Regions from separate parts of the Mus musculus genome. Here region 1 is linked to region 2. Evidence: chromatin contacts called from public HiChIP or PLAC-seq data. All regions are on one chromosome and are shown on one strand. The core of a region is the stretch at or near the end of the contact, and the rest is flanking DNA. Distances in the headings are between cores, read along the strand shown.

Region 1 (6,274 bases), core at 2,013-4,512, 200 kb before region 2:
TAAGGACTTAATAGAAAACAAAACAAAACAAAAGAGGACAACCCCCATTTTAGCCGCAGTTATTGTTGTTGCTCAGTTGCAAACTGTGCTGGGCTTCATACATGGTCTCTTTCCAGAATAGCTGGAGGGAGATTAGGATAAAAATGTTAATCACCCCAAATCTCTAGACCCTGAGGGCCCTAATCATGTACTCTTGCCATGCTGTCTCTCAGTGAGCTCAGGCTGAGCAGGAAGAGCAAAGCTAAGAAACAGCTCCTGAAGGAGGTTCCCAGGGCCCTGATGCTGCCTGCCTAGCCTGACGGGCTACCCCAAGAGTCCCTTTACTCCGAAAGAACATTTTCTTTTGTGCCTCTCAGGTTCCTCTTCCTACTTCGCTGTGGCTCATCTTGCTCCAGTTCCTTGGGCTCTTCTGTGCCCCAGCTCTGGTGTGTTTTATTTATTGCAAGGGAACACCAGGAGAAAAGGCCTCCTTTCCATCCATGTATAGAAGAAAAAGCAGGCCTGGGTGGAGGAGACTAAGTAGCCTTTCCTGCTCTGGTTCCAAGGCTGCATGCTAGATATCTTGACGCCCTTCCCAACACTACTGTATTTTGGGGCTCCACCTCCCTGAAGTATCAAGGCAAGCCTACCATTCAGCATTCCAGATTCATTCAGTTTGAAATAGACCTGCCAGCCTTTCAGTCCTCCTGCTCCAACCAGGAGGGTTCCTCTTTCAATCAGAGCCTTACAACGGATTCAGCAGAGGAAAAGGAACCCGGAAGGAATCAGGCCAGTTGCATGGAATCTGTGATTGAAAAAGGATGGGGGGTGTCAGGTCCTGTACCTGGGTTGGCAGGCTTCTTCTCACCCTTGGCCATCCAGAGGCTTAGAGCAAGAGAGGGAACCGCAGATAAATGAGGGGGCATTCCTTATCTTGTGGTTTGAGTAAGAATGCTTCCCATAGGGTCATATACTCAAATGCCTAGTCAACAGGGAGTGGCACTATTTGAGAAGGATTAGGAGGTGTGGCCTTAAGGAGTAGGTGTGGCCTTGGAGAAAGTGTGTCACTGGAGATGGGCTTTGAGATCTCAAAAGCACAAGCCAGGCTGTGTCTGCCTGTTGATCCAGTTGTAGAACTCTTAGCTACTTCTCCAGCACCACCAGTGCCAGAATGATGCCACGTTTTCTGCCACGATGATAATAAATTAAACCTCTGAAACTGCAAGCCAGCCCCGATTAAATGCTTTTTTAAAAGTAAGAGTTGATGAAGTCACAGTGTTCCTTCCCAGCAATAGAACGTGACCAAAACACCCTAATACCTGCTGCCATTTTGAAAATCAAGTCAATCTCTGTACTATCATAGGAGGGCATCCTGGCATGGTGGCTAAGCCTAACAGTGGTACAGGTTCAAAGCCAGCTTCTTCCATCTCCTTCCTGGGTGTGTTGATTTGTATGTGCTCTGCCCAGGGAGAGGCACTATTTGAAGGTGTGGCCCTGTTGGAGAAGCTGTGGTCTTGGAGTAGGTGTGTCATGTGGGTGTGGGCTTTAAGACCCTCATCCTAGTTCCTGGAACCCTATCTTCCACCAGCAGCCTTCAGATGAAGATGTAGAACTCTCAGCTCCACCTGCACCATGCCTGCCAGGATGCTGCCATTCACTTGCCTTGATGATAATGGACTGAACCGAACCTGTAAGCCAGCCCCAATTAATTGTTGTCCTTATAAGAGTTGCCTTGGTCATGGTGTCTCTTCACAGCAGTAAAACCCTAACTAAGACACTGGGTTTCCTTGAGACATCCATGAACTCTGGTTTCCAAGTGGCCTTTGTCAAGCAAAGTGGGAAGTCACGCTGTGGCAAGTGTGATTGGTACCAGCCTAAGGGCTTATAGGAGGGAGGTGAAGGAGGGAAGGTTTCATAAGGTGGCAGGGGGCAAGGCATAGAGACATAGGTTGGGACAGGTGGTCACACAGCACCACAGTCAGAAAGCAGAGAGTGAACAGGAAGTGGGGCCAGGATATAAAGTCTCAAGTGACCTAGTTCTTACTTTTGCAAGGCCCTACCTTCCAAAGTTTCTACAACCTTTCCAAAAGGCACCACTGGCTGGGACCCAAGTGTTCAAACACATGATCCCATGGAGACATTTCATATTTATTATGTGATGTACCACATGTGTGTGCCACACGTGTGCTGAGCATACACCCATACTTGCACACACACACACACACACACACACACACACACACACACACACACATCCCTTTACTCACTCCAGATAGCGAGCCAGGACTAAAGTACAGATACCACCAAAGTCCAACTTGGTGACCTTGGCTACTTATAGGAATGTGACTGAGGGGGACTCACAGGAGCAGAAATGACTCAAAGACAACAACATCCCCAAAGCCCACCATCTCAGCATGGGTGACAATGTACCCAAGCTGGGAACCTGGAGCACACACTGCACAGCCTGCAGGAGCACAACACGCTGGATCATGAGTGTCCTCTCCAGGCTGCTCAGTTGTCCTAACGCCTCTCCTGGCCAGCTCAGCTGGTCTCTGCTTCTTCCAGACATATGGTCTGGTCTCAGAATCTTTTTTGCAGCTCAGATCCTCTGAGAAAGACTCTCAGCAGTCTTTACTATTTACTCTAGGAGAGGGAGGGGCCTAAGGAATCTGGTCAGTTTCAGGGACTTCCTGAAGCTATTTTGAGTCATTTACTGTCTTATGGAGCTTTCCTGCTGGGTGGAATCTTTCAATCTCAGAAGAAACTGCTATAAAACAACATTCAAAATACAGTAATGCACTAAAAAATAAATTTCCAAAGCAGCTCAAGCCTGGAGCACAGCAACTGCTCCATTCAGGCTGGATCTTGTAATTTCAAGCCCTCATTCTGTTCCTGGCTGTATTGGGGGAGACATCATTCCTTGAGGCTAAGATGGCCTCAGCTGGGCAATCTCCCGGACTCCCCTTAGCTTCCTGAAGCATCATCCATGGAGAATGAAATACCTTCTGCTCTGGTGAATCTGTGCAGAGCTCAGTCCTCTCTCTCCAGCACAGTGGCTCAAGGCTCTTTCCCGCCTGGGTGTTTATTTCTTGTAACATGAAGCGATGATTTAATTCTCACTTGCAGTATCACTCAGGAAACATATTTCAGCACCTACCAATTTCCATATAGATAAAAAAGAAAAAAAAAAGAGGAAAGAGAAAGAAAACAACCACAGCTAGATCTCCACAAACCATGCATTTGAAACCTGTTCTTAGAGATGGATTGCTCCGTTAGGCCGCTAAGAGCTTTTCTTGACTTGTCAACATTTTATCCCCCACAAACATTCTTGCCTATAAATTATTCATTACCCAGTTAGTGGTTTAAAAAAAAAAAGATGCCTAGGGCTGAAACACTTTCTTAATCTTCCCTCTTCTTTTCAGACATAGCTTTTTTTTTTTTCCTGCTGATGTAGAAACAGCTGGAAATCTCTGGAATTTAGGGCTGTGGTGGCCTGAGGAGGTGTTGTCAAGCTTAGTGTGTGCTAGGCTAGGCAGGAAGCATCATTTGTAGTTTGGGTATAACAGGAGGCTCTCTGTATGTTAATATTAGAAATAGGTGTGTCTGGGACCTTTTCCTTTCTTCGGGCTAGTAGAGTGTCAAGGGTTTCCTGGGAAGCTGAAAGAAGCCACAATGGAGGTCTGGTCCCAGTCTATCAGTATCACAGCTGGTTACACCTCAGCATCTCCCACAACACCCGTTTCTAGCCTGTCCCACTCCTTCTCAAGTTAGGATCCTGCCTTGTCTTTCTCCTTCTCTTGTCCTACATAACCTGAGCCTTGCTATGCTAAGACCTTTGTGCTTTTACATGGTTACCTGGAAACCAGCCTTCTCCTATAGCTTGGGTTCATGGGCTCAGCCATCTCTCTGCCCTGTGGGTAGTGATAGAGGAGGGATGGGTTGTATGGGTTCAGAGTTTAGGACTCATATTAGCTTCCCAATACAGTTAGGATAGAGCACCGCACACTAGGTGTCTTCATATAACAGGAGTTCAGGAGGCTACAAGGCTGAGGCCAGGCTGTAGAGTGACATGTAATTCCTGTTACATGAAGACACCTAGGAAGCTTCCAGGAGTTGAAACATCAACTTATTTTGGTAGGATATGATTCAACCCATCCAGAGGTCAGAGGAGGGAGTGATGTGGTCCAGAGGACATCAGAAGTGAGAAACTCATGCCCTATGGAGGCCCTCCTCTTCAGGAAATAGCTTCTCTGTGATCCTGGAGGAATCCTGTTGCCCCAGCCTTGCAGAAGGGTAGGTGTTGGGTTCTGCAGTGTACCAAGAAACCATCCTTTCAGCCTGAGGAAGGAATCTAAGAAAAGGGGATACGCTGTGGGGATTACCCCTCTACGGACCTGGGGTCTTCTCTAAATAGTGTGTACCTTGCTCCTGTCACCTGCTTGTATTCACCTGTCTCTGTAGTAGAGGTGGCTTCTTGTTGGTTCCTAAAGGCCCCTGAGTACCATTAGTACTCAGTGTAGTGAGTACCACTAGACCTAATGCTGGCTAAATGGTCTATTATTCTGGTCCCAGGAGACCCAGGCATGGCACAGGGAGGAATGAGTGAGACCATTTGCTTGTCTTAGCCAGAACATGGGATTATTCCATTAACCCTAGCCCCAACTAGACAAATAGGATTAATGATTCTATCTCAAAATATTTGTATTAGAAATTAAAGCAGACAGAGAGAAATGGTCCAGAGTTTGGCTTTCAAAGAAGATTCCTGGCCGCTGGGCTATAAACACTAGTGGCCATCTGCATTCCATCAAGGCAGATCTGGGATCCATCACTGTCTGCTGGCCCAGCTTCTGGGTCCTGCTTCCCAGAGAGCAGATCAAAGAGGCAGGGTCCTCGTGGCCCTTGTCCGCTCTGGTTGGCAGATGTCATTACTTTCTGGGTCATTCACCTTGTGTTCAACTTCAGTTTATTTTGTAAGTAGTTTGGAAATCCTGGGGTTCCTCCTGGCCAAGGCTCCCCCCAAGCATGGAAGTCTGCATGTCTGGAACAACAGTAGTGGAGCAAGGGGCGATCAGAGGACAGCTGAGAAGGAAGGTGTCAAGCATGCTCATGTAGGGCAGACTCATGTTTGTTAGTGAGGATTCTCTAGAGGGGCGGAACCAGTAGAATTAATGTACACATTAGCTTACATGACAATGTCTGGGCAGTCCAACAATGGCTGTCTCAACCAGAGAGACTGAAACACTGGTAGTTTCTCCATCCATTAGCTGGATTCCTTAGCAGCTCTGCTCTGGCACTGAAGTCCCAGAAGACCCTAAAGAACCAATGGCCTTTGGTTCATGGTGAAGCCCAAAGTTGAGTCCTAATTTCAGTGAAGGAATGTAGCAGCGGCAATGTAGGTGAACTTGTCAGCAAGAGTAAATGAAAGCAGGCAAAATTCTTCCTTCTTCCATCCCCTCTAGCCTCTGGGTATCACATGTAGGCTAGGTCTCCCCACTCAAAACAATCTGACCAAGGAAGTTATTTTCTGGAGTGTCTCTTAGTTGATTCCAGATCCAGTGTGTGTGTACTTCGGGGAGAGGTTGAGGGCTAGAGAGGTCAAGTCTCCTGTGTGCAGGAGAGTAGTAAATGACATTGCTTAGCAGGTCTGAGTGTTCCTCTGTTCACAATGGGGTGAGTGATGGCCGGTCAGAAGGATCTGGGGAGCTGCAGTGTCTTCCCAGCTGAGTGCTGCCTTGTCACTATGCAGGGAGCTGAGCAAGTTCCGAGTGTGCCACAAACACCAGAGCCACCACAGTATCCTGTGATGTCAGACAGCAGTGACTCAGGGCATAGACTCAGCAAGGCGCTTAAGGATGGATGCTCTCCTGGGAGTATTCACCAACTGAAAGGAAGGGCAGTCTATTCAGACGAAGTGTTTAGAGGAAGGCTTCGGAGCAATCCTTAGCCAGCATTTTCTAGAAATCTGAACCTTCTCAAAGAGATACAGGATCCGTAGGAGCTGAAGAGTCCTCTGTTTTCTGTTGTCCAGGTTACTTAGTTTTTGTTTTTATTGTCTCTAAAATAATGTTGCAAAAAATATGTAGGTCATTTATTTCAGTGTTATTATTTCTATCATCAGCCTCATTGAGATACTTGGCCAGAATCTCATTATGTAGCCTCTGGACTCACATCTATATTTATTCCAGGGTACATTAATTCCAGGATTTTTAGTGTGTGCAAAGCTGTGCACATACCAGAGACTGTTTTGTTTGTTTGTTTGTTTTATTTGATATCTATATATATTATTCTTGAGGGT
Region 2 (6,301 bases), core at 390-2,889:
GCCTCCTATGAATTTTTCCTCCCCTACTTCCCCTGCTGGCCCTTTCTCCCCTCTTCCTGTCTTCTCTCCTCTCCTGCCTGTCCTAGGGGTCTAGATATGTAGTCAAAGCTGACCTTGAACTCACTATGTGGTTCAGGTTGTCTTTGAACTCAAGATCTTTCTTCCTCAGCACCCGTGAGTGCTGGGATCACAGGTCCTCACCATTCATAAATTTTCCTTTAACAGCAAGATTCATGCGAACACGGCACATTGCAAACATAAAGATGAACCAGTAACTGTCAAGGGAGACTGGCAACTCCTGTGGAAAATGTGGTTACATGCAATTGCACATATATGTGGTGTTTGCTTGGACTTGCAAACATATCCGTCTGCAGGGGGTTCCATGCCTATGTGTGAGACTTTTATTCTGTAGCCCAAATTGTCCTGATAAGTCGCTACCTATCCCTCCAGACCTGGAACATCAGTGATCCCCTACCTCCACCTCCTAGCCGGGGAGGATTAGAGGCATGAGCCACCATGCACAATTTTAAATGTAACTTTAGACGTTCAGGATATCAATGGGAAAAGTCAGGAATTTCACATGGGGTTGTAACCTTGTGTGGATCACAGGTGCCCTGGGTTCCTCTTAAAAGAAGGGGATGGGACAGTACAGAGTGTTTCCTGGCTTCTCTTTGCTGTGGAGTGACTTTTGAAGCCTGGCTGCAAGGACAGTCTCTTTCTGAGGTAACTAGAAGGAATTTTAAACAGCGAGGTACGATGGCTCAGTGAGTAGAGGAACCTTCTGCCAGGGCTAGCAGCCAGAGCTCAGCCTCTTCACATACATGGTGGTTGGAGAGAACCACGTCTTGTCCTCTGACCTCTACATGTGTGCTGTGACTTGCTCTGCCACCCCCACTCCCCCAAAATAACTGCGGGGTTTTGTTGTTTGTTTCTTAAAGCAGATATAGGCAAGGTGGCCTAGCAACAAGCCGGAACACGAGTTTCATTTGTGGAACCTGTGTAAAGGTGAACGAGAGACCTGATTGCACAGAGCTGTCCTCTGGTCTCCACACCTGTACGATGGCCTTTGCATGGCCTCCCCACACTCTGCTAATAAATAAAATAAATTTAACAAGAGAAAGAGACAAAATCACCAACTAACAATAAAACACAGTATTGGTCAGTGTTTGGGGGCAGTGTAGATGTATCTGAGCAGGAAGGGTGGGTGGTATGTTACAGGTGGGAGCAAGAACGGAGGGGGCTCATTTGAAAGAAAGGGAGGAAAATTGTTGTATTTTAATAAATCAAACCAGCTAATGTAATGGCTAGCCGATTTTTGTTGTCGCCCACGTGGTGTGGTTTCACACCCTCGGATGGTAAGATTATCCATTTATTTTATTCGCAGGTTGTACTCAGACTATCTCTACTTCGCAAGTTCCAATAAATCTGCAGATGACTTCCACGAGAAAGTGACGGAGGCTCTGCAGCTGTTTGAAAATTGCATGCTGGATTATTCACTGCGCGCCTGCGTCTACAACAACACCCTGAACAATGCCATGCCCGTGCGTATTCACCAGGGCAGCCCATACAGAGCAGGCCCACTCTGGTGCTATTGTGTGCAGCGGGGCATTGTGAACAGGGTTTTAGTGCAGAGACGGGAGGGAGGTGGGGGGATGGGGACGGAGTGTTTGAATGTGCAAATGACACCCAGCCAGCTGCCTCTGAGCAGTGGCTAATGTGGAAGAAAAATGCTCCCGGCTGAGAGAGGCACAGCAGCAGCTGGGGCCTCTGAGCCTGCTGTCTGTGTCCCTCCTTCCTTGCCTGTCACCCAGAAACTTTGCATCCTGAATCCCCCTGCCTCTCCTAGAGACCCAGGGTGCGCTTAGGAGGGCTGCCATTTAGTAAGGCTCTGCAATTAGAGCTGGCAGACAGGAGGACACCCAGTCCTTAGGTTGTTTCAGAGAATCTTCATAGCATTGGCTTTCAGAATTACCCACCAGTGACGGAATGCTCCAGCAGGCTCTCCACTGCAGAATGTTCTCGCTACCCCTTGTTATCCTTCTCTAACCTTCCAGTCTTATGTAAAATCTCTTGCTGGAGGTGAATCCTCTTAAGTTACCTGAGGTCACATCTCCCACACAAGGCTCCCAGGCCTAAGTGTTTCCCTAGCAGGGCTCTTACATCAGGTAGCCTCCTGCCCGATGTATGCTGTGTCCCACATCCGGCATTCACAGATGTAGATGACTAGCACGCCCCACCTCAGGGCAGTGAGGCTCAGGGGAAAGATGTCAGGCTCTCTGCTTGGCTACTCTGTCCATCTTTTCTTAAGCCAGGGCCAGCAAGCAGGAGTCTGGGCTGTCTTCTTGTATGCATTGTAGTTTGCATTGGCAAGGAAGACTCAACATAGATAACCACATTTTCAGTCAGGCAAGCTTTGGAGGCAGACTGCGGTGTGGGTTCATTCTGGCTTTCCCTGGCTTTGCTCGTGTGTCTTAGCCTCTCTGAAATTCAATTGCTTTATTCTAGGCTGGTATAGGGACGGGAGACTGGGAGTCATTTACATGTGCCATACTGACAAACTATGGTGCTGCGCCCTGGCACACTTAGGTAGAGCCCACCGAGGGGTGAAAGTGCTCAAACCTGATAGGAAAATGATGGACTCTGCCAGCGTTGGCTGCCCAGCAGCCTAAGGCTGTGCCTTGATGCAGGCCCCACTATTGCTGGAGCTTGCTGACACAGGCGGGGCTTCCAAGGCTCTGTCAGGTTGCCTTTTGTAGCCAGCTACCCAGTAATGGGGGGAATCCAAGGCTCAAGTCTAGGCTTTGAAACCCCAGCTTTCTTCAGGGCTCTGGTGTGTCTCCAGAAGTTTCTTCTTTAGGGTTTCCAAGCAGCAGGCTCTGGAGGGTGGGGGAAGGCAGGTGGGAGAAGGCAGGTCGTCAGTTATGAGAATTCAGATGTGCTCGAAGGCAGCCTGCCTCAGGGTTGCTTCCACTCTGGTCCTTTTGGAATTTCTTGGGTTTGATGATGCTGTGGAACTCTGCAACGATGCCTGCAGCGTAGGTGGGATAACAGGGGCGGAGGGAGGGAAGCAGGAACAGGCCAGATGAAGAGTGAGGGGTGATGCCCTCGGCTAAGTTAACATGTTTCCTTAGAAGAGGCAGCAACAGTCACTGAAGCAGCTACCACCCAGTTCTCTCTTCTCAGAGATCTCCTGAGAATTCAGAGAGGGAGGGGCAGATGTAGGCTCATACCAGCCTAAGTTGGCTGGATGTCTTGGGTAGAGAGAGGCAGGGCTTTGGAGTCCTGACACAGGCATAGTTGGATTTCATGGCTGGGAACCAGGGCCTCTCCTGCCCTGCAAAGGATCAGCATCCGATATAAACAGCTGTGGATGTGGTGGTATTTTCATCCCACCCCGAGGTACGCCCTAGGAAATGCAGAGCCAAGCTACATGCATCCTGGCTGCCTCTAAATAGGCTTCCTAGAGACCGGATATCCTCAGCTACATCCTCCCACAGAGAAGAGGGGGATATCCTCAGCTACATCCTCCCACAGAGAAGAGGGGCATGCCTGGTGTGTTTCCTCTCTTTGCTGTCTTCAGGCCAACTGAACATGGAAACACCGTTGTGACTGGACAGGAAGTTCATGGGTTGCCGTGTGAGTCTCTCTACCTCTGGGTGTGATAGATACATTCTTATTTAATCTTTGTCAAGTCCATTGGTGAAAGATAGGAAGTATCTCACTTCAGTTTGTTGCTCACTGGGTACTCTCCTAAACTTTAGCTCCTCACTGACCTCTGAAGTTGTTCCCATTTTACAGATGGGGACACTGAGGCTCACTGAAGGTGTACTCTATTTGCAGCTAACAACAATTTGGATAGCCTTTGAAATCTGTCTTCCTTTTCTTGCTCTTAAAAATGGTTCTGAGACAGCAGGAGGCATCCACTTCAAATTTCATTTATGACAGGCTTTAGCATGACAACAACCATAGCTTAGCACTGCTTGTTTAAGGAGCGCTCCAGGGCCGTGCCATGGCAGTGACGGGTGACTCTGCGGGGCATAGGGGGTGGGGGAGGAGGGGCGGGCAGTTAAGGATGGTGAGCACATTGTTTTGGGAGATGGTTTCTCCCCTCTGGAATGGGGAAAAAGTTCCCTTCTAGCTGCTGATGCATCCTATCTACAGCGTGGGGCATGTGGTTAGTCTCCTGAGTCCTGGCACGGCAGGTGTGCCGTTGCGGCTAGTCATGCATAGCCTATATTAAGTAAGGCCTTCATATGACTCCTCCCTTCCCTACAGTCTTTCCTGCCCCATTACTGTGTCATGGCAACTCTCCCCTCATTTAGGTCCTCAGGTGGCTGTGGCCTTTGGGCAGGACTCATAAAGAGAGGTCCCTGAGAGCTGATCAGAAATGCAAGGTTCCTCTTAGATGTCATATATGGAGGGTTCGGCTGTGGACATTCATCTAAGTCTTGGGGGAGAGTGCAGATGGGAAGAGTTGTTTGCCTAACAGGCCTTCTGCGCATGTGCGTGTGCTCTGGTACGGGAACCACGTGCTTGGGAAAACCTGGCTGCCTAACAGACCTTCTGCGCATGTGCGTGTGCTCCGGTATGGGAACCACGGGCTCCGGGGCCTTCTCCATGCCTCTTTCACGATAGGCTTCCCCTGCCAATCCAAGAGCTTCTTGTCCTTCAGATTTTTCTTTACTTTGATCCACTTTCTCCCCTCCGCCCCCCGCCCTCACGCCATAGCAGGGGTCACAGTTGGTGATGACAGTTGTCTGTCCCCTTATCAGTTTAGAGGTATCTCTAAGCAGTCAGGGCCATGCCTGTTAACTGGCCTCACATCTCCACTGCCTAGTGTGGTGCCTGATACACTGTGGGAACTCACAGTATTTGCTGAATGGATGAAGAAATGAATGTCTGAGTGGGGGGGCTGAGAAACAGAAGGGAGGGAGGATAGATGGGGGGGGGGTGCCGATGAAATTGAGGGAACAAGAAGATTGGGGTGGTTCTTGTCTGGGGCAGAGTTGGGTCTGTGACCAGCTTTAGCTCAAACTTAGTTGCCCTCAGGTGCTTTCTGGACCCCTCCTAGTTGCCTCCTGGGATTCCCATACAATGGTCCCCAGTGGTCTTTAGACTCCTCAAGGCCCTTAGGATCCTGTGCCTCCCTAAGGCGTTCTCTGGGCTCCCCATCAGGTGCTCCCTAACCCCCCCCAGGCACCTTATGGAACCCACAGGGTGCTCATTCTTTGCCAGAGCTTCTCTGTGGTAGAACAAGTGTCACATCCAGAGGGACTGACCTGACTTGGCTTTGTCGTCAGGAGTTAACTGCTGAGTCCAGGCAGACAGCCCTGCCCTCTTGGTCTTGGATTTTTATCAGCGAGTCATCAAGCATCCACAAGCTCAAAAACTCCCCTTGACTTGACCTTGGTACTTCCCTTGACCTTGGTGCTCCCCTTGACCTTGGTGCTCCCCTTGGCCTTGGTGGTTTCTGATTTTACATGAATTGGGCCCTAAATAGCTTCTCTACACCGGTTCTGTTTTGATTCTTGTTCTATTTTGGTTCCCTCCTTATGGACAGGTGTCGGGGAAATGAGATTTTGTCTGGTTCCCAGTCACGGCGGTGGTCTTGCATGCATAGATGGTGTTCCTGAGGGGCCCAGAGTGCTCCCTGGCTGAGGGAAAGGGTTCTAGAGCCAGTGGGTTGGAAGTACACTCACTTCTTAGAGCTAGTGCATATGTAGGAGTCCCATGTCCTCCCTCCTTGGACCATATCTGCCTGTGAGGAAGGTCCTATACAGTCAGGACTCTACAGGTCTTTGAGGGCAGTGGTGGACTTTCACCAAGATGGTTGTAGAAGCTGTTCTGTCCCTGGGGCAGATACAGGGACAGGATGCCACTCCTCTAAAACACCAGTGTCCTGTCCCTGCCAGTTACTTCCTTTCCTGCTGGAAAGTTGTCAAGTTATAAAAAGTAATTTCTCTGGAAGAGATGAGGCCAAGCTGACTGTAAGCCTGGGAAGAGATGGCAAACAGCCTGTGAGTCCCTGCCCTAGCATGGTGTTCGCACGTCTACTCGAGGTTGGAGTCTGCCTGTGTATGTGTTGCTGGGGCTGAGGCATGCTCGGCTCTTTCAGTCCTGATGAGCTATTTGCTCTGATCGTTCTCCTTCCCTTGCAGCTTCCTGCACAGTTAGGGGGAAAAAAACGGTGCAAGGGAAAAGGAGTAGTTGGAGATGAACCCAGTAAGCACCTTCGTGCACTTGGTCAGATGTTTCCTCAGTGTGCTGTCAACACTGAGTTCAGCAGTTCCACCAAGAGCCA

The links. HiChIP or PLAC-seq counts read pairs in DNA pulled down with a chosen protein or histone mark.
Region 1: a contact with region 2 is called in an H3K27ac HiChIP or PLAC-seq map of SST interneurons, with 7 times the contacts expected there. The contact joins two enhancer-like sites. A contact is called at or near these places in 7 of 484 Hi-C or Micro-C datasets (the BV-2 cell line, the CH12 cell line, the F1.1 cell line and 4 more) and 5 of 115 datasets of contacts at active chromatin or transcription factors (SST interneurons, double positive thymocytes, embryonic basal ganglia and 2 more).

Annotation. Positions count from the first base shown.
Region 1 is chr7:132,447,234-132,453,507 of GRCm38.p6, reverse strand. No RefSeq gene overlaps it. Among named protein-coding and RNA genes, the nearest start is that of Gm35147, 15 kb to the left of the region's middle. Within about 2 kb of position 3,262, at least 11 of the 459 cell types and tissues checked have an H3K27ac peak or open chromatin away from gene starts, as enhancers often do. A contact at or near this core is called in SST interneurons, where this site is marked.
Region 2 is chr7:132,243,104-132,249,404 of GRCm38.p6, reverse strand. It overlaps Chst15 (carbohydrate sulfotransferase 15), which reads left to right. Exons shown (of 8, transcript NM_029935.6): 6 at 1,385-1,541. Among named protein-coding and RNA genes, the nearest start is that of Gm10584, 69 kb to the left of the region's middle. Within about 2 kb of position 1,639, at least 86 of the 459 cell types and tissues checked have an H3K27ac peak or open chromatin away from gene starts, as enhancers often do. A contact at or near this core is called in SST interneurons, where this site is marked.